Linked DNA regions of Mus musculus: region 2 is linked to region 1. The links are chromatin contacts, called in public HiChIP or PLAC-seq maps. All regions are on one chromosome and are shown on one strand. Each heading gives the region's core, a stretch centred on a gene start, on an enhancer-like site or on the middle of the called end of the contact. The rest is flanking DNA. Distances are from core to core; before and after follow the strand shown.

Evidence for each region. HiChIP or PLAC-seq counts read pairs in DNA pulled down with a chosen protein or histone mark.
Region 2: a contact with region 1 is called in an H3K27ac HiChIP or PLAC-seq map of embryonic stem cells, with 13 read pairs. The contact joins two enhancer-like sites. A contact is called at or near these places in 4 of 484 Hi-C or Micro-C datasets (cerebral cortex, cortical neurons, embryonic stem cells and 1 more), 8 of 115 datasets of contacts at active chromatin or transcription factors (embryonic stem cells and forebrain) and 1 of 9 other capture datasets (adipose tissue).

Annotation. Positions count from the first base shown.
Region 1 is chr15:39,645,397-39,651,540 of GRCm38.p6, forward strand. The region is part of intron 22 of Rims2 (regulating synaptic membrane exocytosis 2); the gene reads left to right. Among named protein-coding and RNA genes, the nearest start is that of Dcstamp, 97 kb to the right of the region's middle. Within about 2 kb of position 1,340, at least 6 of the 459 cell types and tissues checked have an H3K27ac peak or open chromatin away from gene starts, as enhancers often do. A contact at or near this core is called in embryonic stem cells, where this site is marked.
Region 2 is chr15:39,777,096-39,783,635 of GRCm38.p6, forward strand. It overlaps Dpys (dihydropyrimidinase), which reads right to left. Exons shown (of 10, transcript NM_001164466.1): 10 at 5,602-6,014. Among named protein-coding and RNA genes, the nearest start is that of Gm16291, 17 kb to the right of the region's middle. Within about 2 kb of position 3,671, at least 19 of the 459 cell types and tissues checked have an H3K27ac peak or open chromatin away from gene starts, as enhancers often do. A contact at or near this core is called in embryonic stem cells, where this site is marked.

The DNA of each region.
Region 1 (6,144 bases), core at 90-2,589:
ATTTTAAATAATTCATTAAGAAGAAACTAAGTTTGGAAAGTAAGCTGTGGGAAGGCAGTAGCCATGTTTTAAGTCTTCCACGGTTTCCTATGGATGCAGACTTCTGCATGTATCAGAAGCATAGCTAGGACTCATCTGCGAGGTTATGGTAAGAATGTGTAGACACTATATTAGCACTGTCTCTTAATGCATTCACTGAGTAATTCTTCATCACTGAACTCATCCAAGAACAGGACAGAAATACTTGCCTGCATAGAGTGCTCTTCACCTCACTGGTGCCCTGGAATCTCACTGAGCTGTGTATTTTAAGAGTGTTCTAAAGGAAAGTTAAGGTGGATTCTTTTATACTGAAAAGGGTATTTATACAAATGATCTTTTCCTTTCCCTGGATTCTGTTTTCCTGAATGCCACTGTAATAGCTTTGAGAATGTCATGAAGCTACACAGAATTCAGAGTGTTTCTCCTTGCTGGTGGCTCTTTGGGTCCATTCAATTTTCTGTGACAACCTGACATTATCATAGCTCCCTCTCTCCCAGGTGCACAGGGCAAACTTCAGCTACTTTTCCTACCCTAAGTTCATTCACTGAAACTGACCTTTCTCAGGCAGTTATTACATGCAACAGCCTGAAGGAAGTTTCCCTGACATCTTAGGGAAGTTGTGGGATAGTCCTGCAGAGATGCTAGGAAAAGTTCCATCTCTGGCAGAGAAAATCTCTGTACCCAGAGGACATTAAGTTGGAGGTTACTTCTATTAAAATAAGACTTGCCGGGCATGGTGGCGCACGCCTTTAATCCCAGCACTCAGGAGGCAGAGGCAGGCAGATTTCTGGCCAGCCTGGTCTACAGAGTGAGTTGCAGGACAGCCAGGGCTACACAGAGAAACCCTGTCTCAAAAAACAAAACAAAACAAAACAAAACAAAAACAAAAACAAAAGACTTTTGTGATGGGCGTAAGGCCCACAAGATCTTTCCTCAAGGTTTGATGCTTTGACCCATAATATAAGAAGAGGAATTTTAAACAGCACAAAATTATAAACACCTTGCAAGAGTCTCATTGTGTTTTATTAGCTGGGTGAGACTCTGCACCTTTCATGTTTCAGTCACTGGTTAAGAATAAGTGCCCAGTAGTGAGTAAGCAGAGACTGCCTTTACTCCAGTTATGGTTATTGTCAGCAGGGGTAGGGAAGGAACAACAAAAAATACTCCTGCCTTTACAATTGGGAATGATACTGTGAAGAACAGTTACATAATACTACAGAGGCACTACACACCCCCTACTGTAAAGGATACTTCAAGGAAAACTGAATCCCAAGGAAGGAGAGGTCAAGAGAAGACATAATAAGGCAGAAAGGAATCCATCCTAAAGAATGGCCCTAAGTGGCTTCCTTCTGCTGGACAATGGCAAGTGTGGCTGTGGTGACATGCCTGCATTGTACTGTAAATGTGGTGACATGCCTGCATTGTACTGTAAATGTGGTGACATGCCTGCATTGTACTGTAAATGTGGTGACATGCCTGCATTGTACTGTAAATGCACAGAAGACTTTCAGACATTTTTAGGTGGCTGCTAGAGTGACCAAATACACATCTTCTTTCTCAGAGATGCTCTTGGCTCCCCCCTGAAGAAAGTCTTTAGGCATGAGTGGACAAGCTTTGGAATGGGATTTAGAGAAGTGGGCCATGCTAACCAAGTGTTTGATAAGGATCGGATGGGAAGGCATTCGGTAAAGAGCAGGTCTAAGAATGGGAGTCCTGATTTTTTTTCATCTTAGCAATATTGGCTACTTATGTCATTTATTAAGTCTGTAAAGATAAGAAGAAAAAAAAACCACAGATTTCTTTGGGAAAGAAACCAAAAGAGTAGGTTGGCAATGTTAAGTGGAGTGCTCCAGAAACTCAGATTAGAGGTCAAGCTACTAAGTGCAGTTGCATGAATATACTTGAGTTTTCAACCTGAAACTAGAAAGAGGCCATCCTGAAGTGAGAGTGGGGAGTGTGAGGAGGGGGCGGGGGGGGGGGGGGGGGACGACCCAGCACCAATTGCACTGGTTGCTAGGATGCACTGTAGACACTGAAAGTGTGACTTTGATAGAAGAGGTGCAATCCACTGGCAGGGGAGAAGATAAGAGATCAGAGGCCACTGAAAGGATGGGGTCTTTAGACCACAGCAAGGTAATGTCTTTGAAATCTAGTGCTTGGCTCTATAGAAGGCTGTTTTGCAGGCTAGTGAGACCCGGACCTGAAACTCTTTCAGAGGTAACAGCAAGGTGGTCATTTTGGGTCTCATAAAGAACAGTTTTATTTTTAACTTCTTACATTCCCTTGGTTTTTTTCTTTTCTGAGTCATTTTGCACCTGTATAATTTGTGCTTTTTGTGAAAACCAAAGTAATTTACTTTCAGATTTTCCCCTTTAGTTCTCTTTTCCAGTTGAATACTATGCTTTTTCAAATTGTGTATTAGAATGTCCTCCAATCTGTAGAATTAGGCTCTTGATATTAGAAATATAGCAATTATCACCACCAAAGCAAGAGTACCTCTCCTCCCCTCCCCTCTCCTCTCCTCTCCTCCCCTCCCCTCCCTCTCCTCTTCCTCCTCCTCCTCCTTCTTTTTCTTCCAATCTCTCTCTCTCTCTCTCTCTCTCTCTCTCTCTCTCTCTCTCTCTCTCTCTCTCTCTCTGTCAATACCTCATACAGCATTTACTTGAGGCTGGCTTACAGTTTCAGAGGTTCCATCCATTATCTTCATGTCAGGAAACACGGCAGCAAGGAAGCAGGCATGGTGGTGCACTAGAAGGACTGAGAGTTCTGCATCTTGATCTGAAGGCAGAGGAGACAGAGACTTGCTTGTTCAGGCTGCAAGGAAGAGACTCTCTTCCACAATGGGATTAAAGGTGTGTACCACCTTGCCTGGGCCTAAGCCTCAAGACCCAAATCTAAAGCATGTGTCATCCCACATCGAGATCAGTATCAAAAGCCTGTGTCTTCCAGCCTCCAGATGTGGGTCCAGGTGTGCCCTCCATTTCTGGATTGTCAAGTTGACAACTGGGAATAGCCATCACACAGTTCAAATCATGGTGATTAAATGCAGTAAACTTAACAGCAATTGACACTGTCCTCTACTTTATCCTCTTGCACTTATGGATAAATAGTTCTTTAGTATTATTTAATAGTGAATGAGTGAGAGATCCATACATTCTACTAAGCAATCAGTTGTCTATGTTAAATTCTTTTAATGGATAGGAGACCCTTGGGTGGGAATATATACATTGGTGCTTCATGTGTATTTTTGTAAAATGTTCAATGTGCAGATATGTAAGAAAATCTTAAATTCACAGTTGAACCATCTAGTTATCACTTAAGTCATTGCTCATGGATGTGTCTGTCATCTTTTGTTTTCTTTATGCTTCAAAACCTGTAAAATATTGTTGATGAGTGTCTTAGTCAGGGTTTCTATTCCTGCACAAACATCATGACCAAGAAGCAAGTTGGGAAGGAAAGGGTTTATTCAGCTTACACTTTCACACTGCTGTTCATCACTAAGGAAGTCAGGACTGGAACTCGAGCAGGTCAGAAAGCAGGAGCTGATGCAGAGGCTATGGAGGGATGTTCTTTACTGGCTTGCTTCCCCTGACTCGCTCAGCCTGCTCTCTTATAGAACCAAGACTACCAGCCCAGAGATGGTCCCACCCACAAGAGGCCTTTCCCCCTTGATCACTAATTGAGAAAATGCCCCACAGCTGGATCTGATGGAGGCATTTCTTCAACTGAAGCTCCTTTTTCTGTGATAACTCCAGCTTTGTCAAGTTGACACAAAACTAGCCAGTACAATGAGTGTCAAGGTGTACATATGGACTGCAAAGATAGCTCACTTGGCAAAACACTTGTTATAAAGCATGAGGACTTGAGCTTGAATCTTTAAAACCCACATTTAGAAAAAAAGTCTTCTCTGGCAATATATACCTGTAACCCTAAGGCTGGAATGGAGACAGGTGGATCTCAGAGGGTCCCTGACAAGCCAGACAGCCTACCCAAAATGGCAAGTTCCAGGTTCAGTAGTAGACACACTTTCCAAAACTATGTTGAAGAGTTGAGGAGCACATCCCATCACCAACCTCTGATTTCCTACATGGGCTAGCACTCAGGCACATATACCCCTCTCTCTCTCTCTCTCTCTCTCTCTCTCTCTCTCTCTCTCACACACACACACACACACACACACACACACACGAAGAAAAGGAAAAGAAGAATAAACATAGACAGTAACTTTATAAAATAAATTATGAATTAAATATAATATCAAAACCCTTGGAATTAGGCAATGAGAAATGCCTTGGTTATATGTTGTTGTTGATCCTTCTTTAGGATAATTTTCACAGTTGTATGTGTGTATGGTAGTCTCTTATTCTTGTGGGATTGGTTTTACAGTATACCCCCATACTCAGTCTACAAATGGTCAAGTCTTTATATAAAACAGTGTAGTACTTGCATATACATGCTCCAGGCTGACCTAGAACTTATTACTTAACTAAGAATTGCCTCCATCTCCCAACTGCTAGAATTACAGACGTATCACCCCGCCTAGCTGTGAATTGTTTTTGATGGTTCTTTTTTAGTATCTGTCCATTGTCAGCTTTCTGAGGAAAAGGAACCATTCTAACTGATCATCGCTTTACTCCTAGGCTTAAGAAAGAACTTAGGGATTAAAACTTTATTATTATTGTAAGAATGTTTGCTGAACAGCTAGAAGGAGCATAGACTACCTCTGTCTGTGACTGCTCCCTGGAACAGTCCTCATCTCCTCAGACTTAAAGTCGCCCACCTTACTATGAAGATATAAAGAAAGCAGATGATTTGGAGACACTTTAATTTAAATTCGAGAATTATTTAATCTATGTTAATCTTTCCTATCATGGAATTTCAAATTATCAAGACATTGGCTTGCTCACACCCTTCATACACAGTGCCTTCAATGGAGTCAGCTCTTGGAAGTCACTTAGCTTGGATCCTAAGCTAGTCACTTGGCACACATTTTTTTTTTTCTGTTTATCAAATACACTGAGTAGAATAGAACACCTTCAGGAAGGAATTTACTTATATACAATATAGGTGATATTTGATCTGGATGTAATATTCATTGGCTTTGTTTTTCCAATATTGATATTTAAAATCCATAATTTTTAAAATATTTTTGAAGAGCTCTCGTTTTTGGTTTTTAACATCCTTAACGTTAAAAATTTCCCATCTCGCTGGGCGTGGTGGCGCATGCCTTTAATCCCAGCACTCGGGAGGCAAAGGCAGGCTGATTTCTGAGTTCGAGGCCACCCTGGTCTACAAAGTGAGTTCCAGGACAGCCAAGACTATACAGAGAAACCCTGTCTCGAAAAAAAAAAAAATTCCCATCTCCATATATATTGAACATGATTAAGTTATCTACAAGTAAAATCAAACATCTATGAAAAACTGAATTTTTTTATGTCAGTCAGGTATGAAGCAGTATAAACAACCTTAAGCAATTTATGTCTGAGCAGTGTGTGATCTACCTGAACAGAGTAGTCATCCAAACTCTTTATTGCCAAGTATATTGGGATGAACACGTGAAACTTAGCCAATAAAGAAAACAAAGAAAGTAGAAACAGAACTTGATTGTGATTGAGGGAATCCTATGTTCTGTGGATACTCAATTTATTGTAGTCACACTGCAGTGTAAGGAGTAATGAATAATGAATAGTTCCTGGGAACAAGTCTCAGCACCCACAACTGAGAGGTGCTGCATGAGTTTATTTCATTGATGTCTGAACTCAGAGAGACATTTAGATCTTGTTGTCTGCTTGTACGGAATGATTATACCCACAGAACCTTGAAGTGCTGTTATCTCATGAGAAGTTGCTAGACGATACTCCTTCAGAGTCGAAAGGGGAGGGAAGTTATAGCAGGAAAAGAAATTTCTCTTTTCCCTGAAATGTTTGAGGATGTTCTTGTGATATTCCTGTGTAGATGTTGTATGAATTTATTACAGTGTCATTATGATGCTATGAGTGTGTGCCTGTGTGTGTGTGTGTGTGTGTGTGTGTGTGTGTGTTCATCTATAGTTCCTGGAACTTATTGTTCCACAGGTTAGGCCGCTGAAAAGTAGAATTTTCTCTC
Region 2 (6,540 bases), core at 2,421-4,920, 130 kb after region 1:
TTTCTATGTTCAGCCCAACCTTGGCTTTGTTGTGCTTGCATCTGGCTCTGGATTGAGCATGTGACCGTTAGTATGGATTGACTCAGAAAGTGCCACATTGTGAGTTGTCACCCCAGCCCCAAGCCTCTGTAGGAATAAACAGAAGCTCTGACTTCCTGGAGCCACCGCTCACCTTCTGGTTTTGCCCACGTTTTTCTCTCCAGCCCTTGGCATTCTCCCCGCAGAAGAGCCTCTCTGTGTGGCTGTGAGCTCATTCATCTATTTTACCCCACCCCCCACTCCTCCCCCACTGCTTTCTAATTGCTCTCATTCGATGTCTGCTCTTACTAGCAATTTCCAGAGCAGCTGACTGAGCATGACGTTCAGGTGTCCTTCTATGGCACTCATTACAGTTATTGCTGTTCACAAATGTCTCCTCTTTGGGTTCTTTTAACAATGAGGTCAAGGAAGCAGAGGAAATGTTACTGTCTCCAGTTCATAGATCAAGAAACTGAGATTCATAAAGGGGAAGTGAAGTGACATTCCTCAGACTGCATACATCCTGAGAAGCGTGGACTCCAAGTCCTCTCCAAATGGTCACCTTGCCCATGTTGTACACTCTTATTTTAGGAGGCTGTCTCAGAGTCATCACCACCCACTCTTCCTGAGTCTTTTCTTGACAGGTATTCCAGCATCCAGTAAAGAACTGCGGTACACATTAACACCAAGCCTTGTCTGTCCTCTCTCCTTAGCCTTCAGATCCAGGGTCATAACGGCACATTCTAAAGAATCTTCAGTTGTCCTTTGTTGTCTACAATCAAAATGAAACAAGGCAACAGGCCTGTCTTTGGAGGTGTCCCTCCTTCCCTCCTCTCCGAAGGACCCTGAAGTCCCAGCCCCAAGGTCCCGCTGCACTCCGAGAGCCCTGCCAGGCATTTCCAGATACTTCCACTGCAATGCTTTGCTCCCCCAGACTCATTTCCTGTCTCCTTAATGTGCTGTAAACTTCTCTTCTCTCCACAGACCTGTGCCAAGACGTAAATATTGATCAGAGGGGTGTGTGTGCGCGATTTCTTAAGAATGGAAAACAAGCCTTCCTGCAACAAGAGTTCCCAAGACAACTGAATTATTTATAGTGAGATTGGCCCCAAGGAGTAAGGCCTCACAGAGTACTGCAAGTCACTCAAGAAAGCAGAACTTGGGGAGGTGGGGACCAGGAGTGTGAAAAACTCATAACTCATTTCTCTGAGGTGCAGAGGGACATGCGTAAGAATGGCTACAGGAACAGGGTTGAGGGAGGAGGCAGGCTGAGGGTTTGGCAGTCAAGTCTGCAACAGGTCCAGCTGGAATGGCTTGGTAGCCAGGAGGCTGTGGTGATGCCTGCTTTCCTGCAGTCCCTTCCCAGGGCTTTGCAGTGGCAGGGGACTGGCACAGGCTGTATAATGTGCCAGGTGCTTGCTCACTCACTCCCTTCCGGCTCTGTGTTGGCTACTCTGTGCTTTCGCCTCTGCCTCACCACATCCCTTCAACTCTACTGCTGACCGCATCTCCACAGTGACTCAGTTCCCTGCTGATCAGTGCAGGCTATTGGAACCTAAACCACCGTAAAACATGGTGTCCAGAGCTATCAGTAGCTGGACAGATATTCTCTTTCGGGTGAAAAGGATTCTGTCCTCTCTGAGAATGTGGGTTCTTTGTGTGTCCTGTTTGGGGCATGGAGAACCTTCTGACTTACATTTGCATCACAACATTTGCGTTACAACAGTTATTTACAAATAGACTGGGGTTTACATCTTGAGTCACCAAATGCCATCACGTTGGGCAATTGCTAAACCTCTCTGAGTTTTGGCTTTCTCATTGTAATTAGAAGCAGTGCCTTCTCAGAAGCTTGTAGGCAGAATAAGGTGATAGAGTCCACACAGAGCTTATAGCCCTGGTACAGGCACATAATATCATAAAGGCCTAATAGGGGTTTACCATTTAGGAACTATTGAGCACATTTAAGGTTTCATTAGAGGAAAACCCAGAGGTCCTGTGTTCTTCTGGAGACTACATTCTGTTATAAGGCCAAAATAACAAAACAAACAAATAAAAACACACTTTGAAAACACCGAGCTAATATGCTCTGCCCCTCTAGCTTTTATACAAACACCCTTGTCTCAAGAGTCCTAAGGGCCTGGCCGCATGCACTTTGTAGGTTTACAGGCCCCACTGATTCACCACAGATGACTCTTACAACAGACGCAGCCCCGACCATGAACACAGTGGTTGCGTTTACTTTCATTACGCAGCACAGCCCTCTTCTCCTTGTTCACTAAATTGTTTGCCCAAGACATCCAATGCAGAGTTCCCAAGCTGCTTCCTGAACTGCTCTGTGCAGCTGTTCAGGGCCAAAGGGTCTGGTTCCATGCCCTGCAAACAGCAGGTGCTCAATAAATGATGGCAGGGTCTCTCTGTTTATAAGACTTGTCCACAGAAAGAAGTAAAAGGAGAGAATTGGTTTGACAAAAAGAAATCTAATTATTATATTGTGTGGCTTCTGGTTCCAACCCAGCGTGAGGAAGTTGGAAAGGAAGAGGGAGAAAGCCCGGTGAGGAAGAACAGGAGGGGATGCCTCTGGACTAACACAGAGAGCCAGGGCATTATACATAGTGCCTGAGTTGTATCAACTTGACAGATGGGCATTAGAGTCATCAGAGAGGAAGGAGCCTCAGGTGAGAAAATGCCTCCATGAGATCCAGCTGTAAGGCATTTTCTGAATTAGAGACCAAGGTGGGGAGGGCCCTCCATTGTGGGTAGTGCCATCCCTGGGCTGGTGGGCCTGGATTCTATAAGAGAGCAGTCTGAGCAGGCCACGTGAAGCAAGTCAGTAAGCAGCACCCTTCCATGGCCTCTGCACCAACTGCAAGTAGGAAGCCTAACAAAGACATTAGTTTTTAACTCTTCTTGCATAGAAAATAATCTTAGCTACTGCATTTTATCAGTAGAAGAACTGAAACTGAGAACGTTTCTATGTCTTGCTCAGCTGGTTCAAATGCAGCTTTTGTAGCCTCCCAGCTTTTGACAAAGCCCCCAGTTCTCCCTCTTCCTACAGAGGGAGAAGAGTTCCTGCTGAGATGTAGCTGTCACTCTGCTTCCATCTCCCATGCTCCAAATGTATCCCTGCTCATTTCACTCGTGGTGCCCACATCCTGGCCTTCATCCACTGACGTCTCCAAGATGGCTGAATGCTCTCATCTGTGCCTGGGTTTGAACCACCTCCCTTTTCATAGCTTCCATTCTGCCACCACTAAGGGCTTGGTTCTCTCAGATGTCGTGAACTTCAAGGAAAGAACAAAACGGCCTAGGCTTTCTGGGCAGCCATTTTTATTGACTCATCACCTTGCCAGCAATGGGCACTGGCATTTGCAGACTGTGTAGGGCTTGGGTAATGTAAGACCCAAAGAGCCTTACATCCAGGATGTCCAACTCACAGAAACTAGGAGACTGAGATTGCTGCAACAAGCAAGAGGCTTATTGATCCAGAACACTGGGGCTGTCCTGCAATCAGGGCAGAGGCAAGTCCAAGTCTCCTAAGCACACACTTTTTATACAGTTTAAGGGTAGGCCTTGATTACAACAAGAGTGTTTAAGCCCACTGTTTGCTGGATCTGACCTTTTCATTCCCCCTTTAGAAATGGTAATTAGCCTCTCCCTTCCAGGGAGGCAAGTGTTTCTGAGACCTTCCCTAAGCAGCATTGATGGCCTTGGGGGAGGTGAGGTCTTAGTCACCAGAAGAGGGGACTGAAACTTTCTTGGTCATTATTTGCACCTGCCTTACCTTCAGAGCTTCCATGTAAAGCTTGTTTTGCTGGGTCATTCCGGGAAGGGAGCTTTCTATCGGAAGATCACCAGGAAGGTCTTTCAGCAGACATCTTATTAAGGTCACACATTCCCACAGTATCATGGGCCTCAGGGTACTCCCAGGGAGACTCTTGGTTTTTGTTTGTTTGTTTGTTTGTTTGTTTTTGTCACGTGAATGAAGAAACTGAGGTTTAGGAAGATCAATCAAACTTCATAAGGAAAAAGAGCTTGGTCTCCCAGGCCATCTGGAATATACAAAGGGAGTCTCATGTGCATTTCCAAGGACTTAGCTGGAGCCCACGTGACTTTCCTCTCTCTTAGAGAGCTGTGTAGCTCCAGGATTGGTGTCTGCTTCACAGAAGACTCTCTCACTTCATTTGTATCCACTGAAGAACTGGGCAGGAATTCCTTTATTTCCTCTCTTATTTAAAAACTGTGAAGTATCCACGGAGTGCCCATAACTGACCACACACTGTGCTGGGTGTGAGGGAGAGCCAGTGAGCTAGACAAGCCCCTCCTGAATGACCTTTCAGCTTCTGGAGGGAGGAGGGAGGAGGGATGAGGGAGGAGACAGAGAAGTGAAGCTATCATCTATCTCAGTCCCTCAGTGAGTGTGCTTGGGGGAATTGGCTTCAGCAGTGTGATTCTGAAGTCTGGGGATGTTGACCCCACTGACCTAGGATGACATCATGTTAACTACCCATGCTCACCCTCCCTTACACTATTACACTTGAACCCAACTCCTGATCACTTTTATCTCCTAATGAGAAGTAAATGCTGTGTAGCATCCACAGATACGAAGGATAACGGTACGCTGCAGGAGTTAAGGCATCCTGTGGACTGGATGCTGGGCCCTTCCATGGAGCTGCATAAAAGAAGGACCATCCTACCTAGGAAAGCATCCAGGAGACAGTGACATTTCCAGTGAACAGTAAATGCTGTGTGAGGATTGACTTCTGGGTAAGAAAGCAGCTTACTTACTCACTGGTAAAGGAGTCTGTGTTCTAATGTAGAGCTGCCTTTGTCAAACAAAGTGTATGGATAAGGGGCTGGAGAGATGGCTCAGCAGTTAAGAGCACTGACTGCTCTTCCAGAGGACCTGAGTTCAATTCCCAGCAACCATGTGGTGGCTCACAACCATCGGTAAATGGGACCTGATGCCCTCTTCTGGTGTGTCTGAAGAGAGTGATGGTGTACTCATATACATAAAATAAATAAATAGATAAATAAGTCTTTTTAAAAAGTGTAGGGATAAAAAAATAATAAAACGTTTTGCAGTATCTTTTAACCTGAGGGAAAAAAGAATTGGAGTTTAATTGAGCTGAAGATTTCTCTTCAGGTGCAGCTTACCATCCTTTCTTCTGGGCGCTGAGATCAAATGACGCTGAGCTCCGCCCATCCTTCCTTAAAGGAACCACACATCCTCTCCTGGGCTCTTACTCCAGAGTGTGGGTACATCCAAAGAGAAGCCCAGCTTTGCCGCACAGAGGGACCAAGGCACAAGAAAGGACTTGGGAGGAACAGATCAACATGATATCCTCATGCGATGCCAGTTCCATCGAATCCCCTCAAATCCTGAATCTATCCATATGATTGGATATTTTGCTTCGGACTCATTTAATGGTGGAGTACTGGATCTGGTTTCTTTAGACCCATCATGGGACTTGACTTACAGGTGACACTGATACACAAGAAATCACGTTCTCTCGTCATGACCAATCCAGGGTCCTAGTCCCACCTACTAGGTAGAGGGACACACATGGAACTCAGACACTAGAATACAGAATGAAGCTCCCAATGTTTATTAATTGTGGTGAAATGTAAAATCACAGTGATTTTTTTCAAACAAATATAGACATTAAAACAAAACAAATAAAACCTTTACACTGGAAAGAAATCTTTAAGGATCCAAAGAAAGAAATCTAGTGTACAGAAAGATGGCATTTGAAAGGAATCTCCAGTGAGTCTTCACGCAGACGTCCCGTCCCAGTAATGCTCATTTATATCTTCAGTCTTCCACAGCAACAAAGGCACAGTGAGGCAGACAGCTATTGCTTTTGAGAGAAAAATCAAAGAGGCCTAGAGCAATGATTTTTCCTAAAGGATCTTGGGGAGTTGAAATAGCAGGTGTTTCTCCAGGGGTTGGCGGCATGGCGGGAAGAGGCGCCTCAGAGCCTTTGCTCTGCCTTTGCCTTTGAAGAGAATAAAAGGCACTCAGTGTAACATTCTCTCTCACAAAGAGACACTGGATTCAAGCTAGTGCCAAGAAACGTTCTAATCAAAGTAAACACTAAGCCGGCTCCTACAAAAGCTCGGATAGCACGTGATCACATCCAACCCCAATGCCTTTCTCTTGCTAATCTCCTGAATTTTAAATATGATCTTTCTGAACCACACAAATAATTCCTGAAATGTGGAAATGACAGAAAATCTGAAGCTTGAGGCTGGTGGTAGGAAAAAAAAAAGACAATATTCAACAATGAGAGAGCACTCTGCAGGTGGGAGCCAGGTCTGTAATGTCTCGGTGCTCGTTATCCAAATCTCCATGGTCACAAGGCTCAAGCAGGGATGCACAGGTCGTCAAATGGGAATGTGTGCAGTGGCAGGGTATGTAGAAAACCAGACCTGTGTCCAGCAGTGCTCCAACTGACACACACTATACCCCCCATCCACCCGGTCAACTTCTAACAGCAACATCTGACCCTTTGACATCGCCCT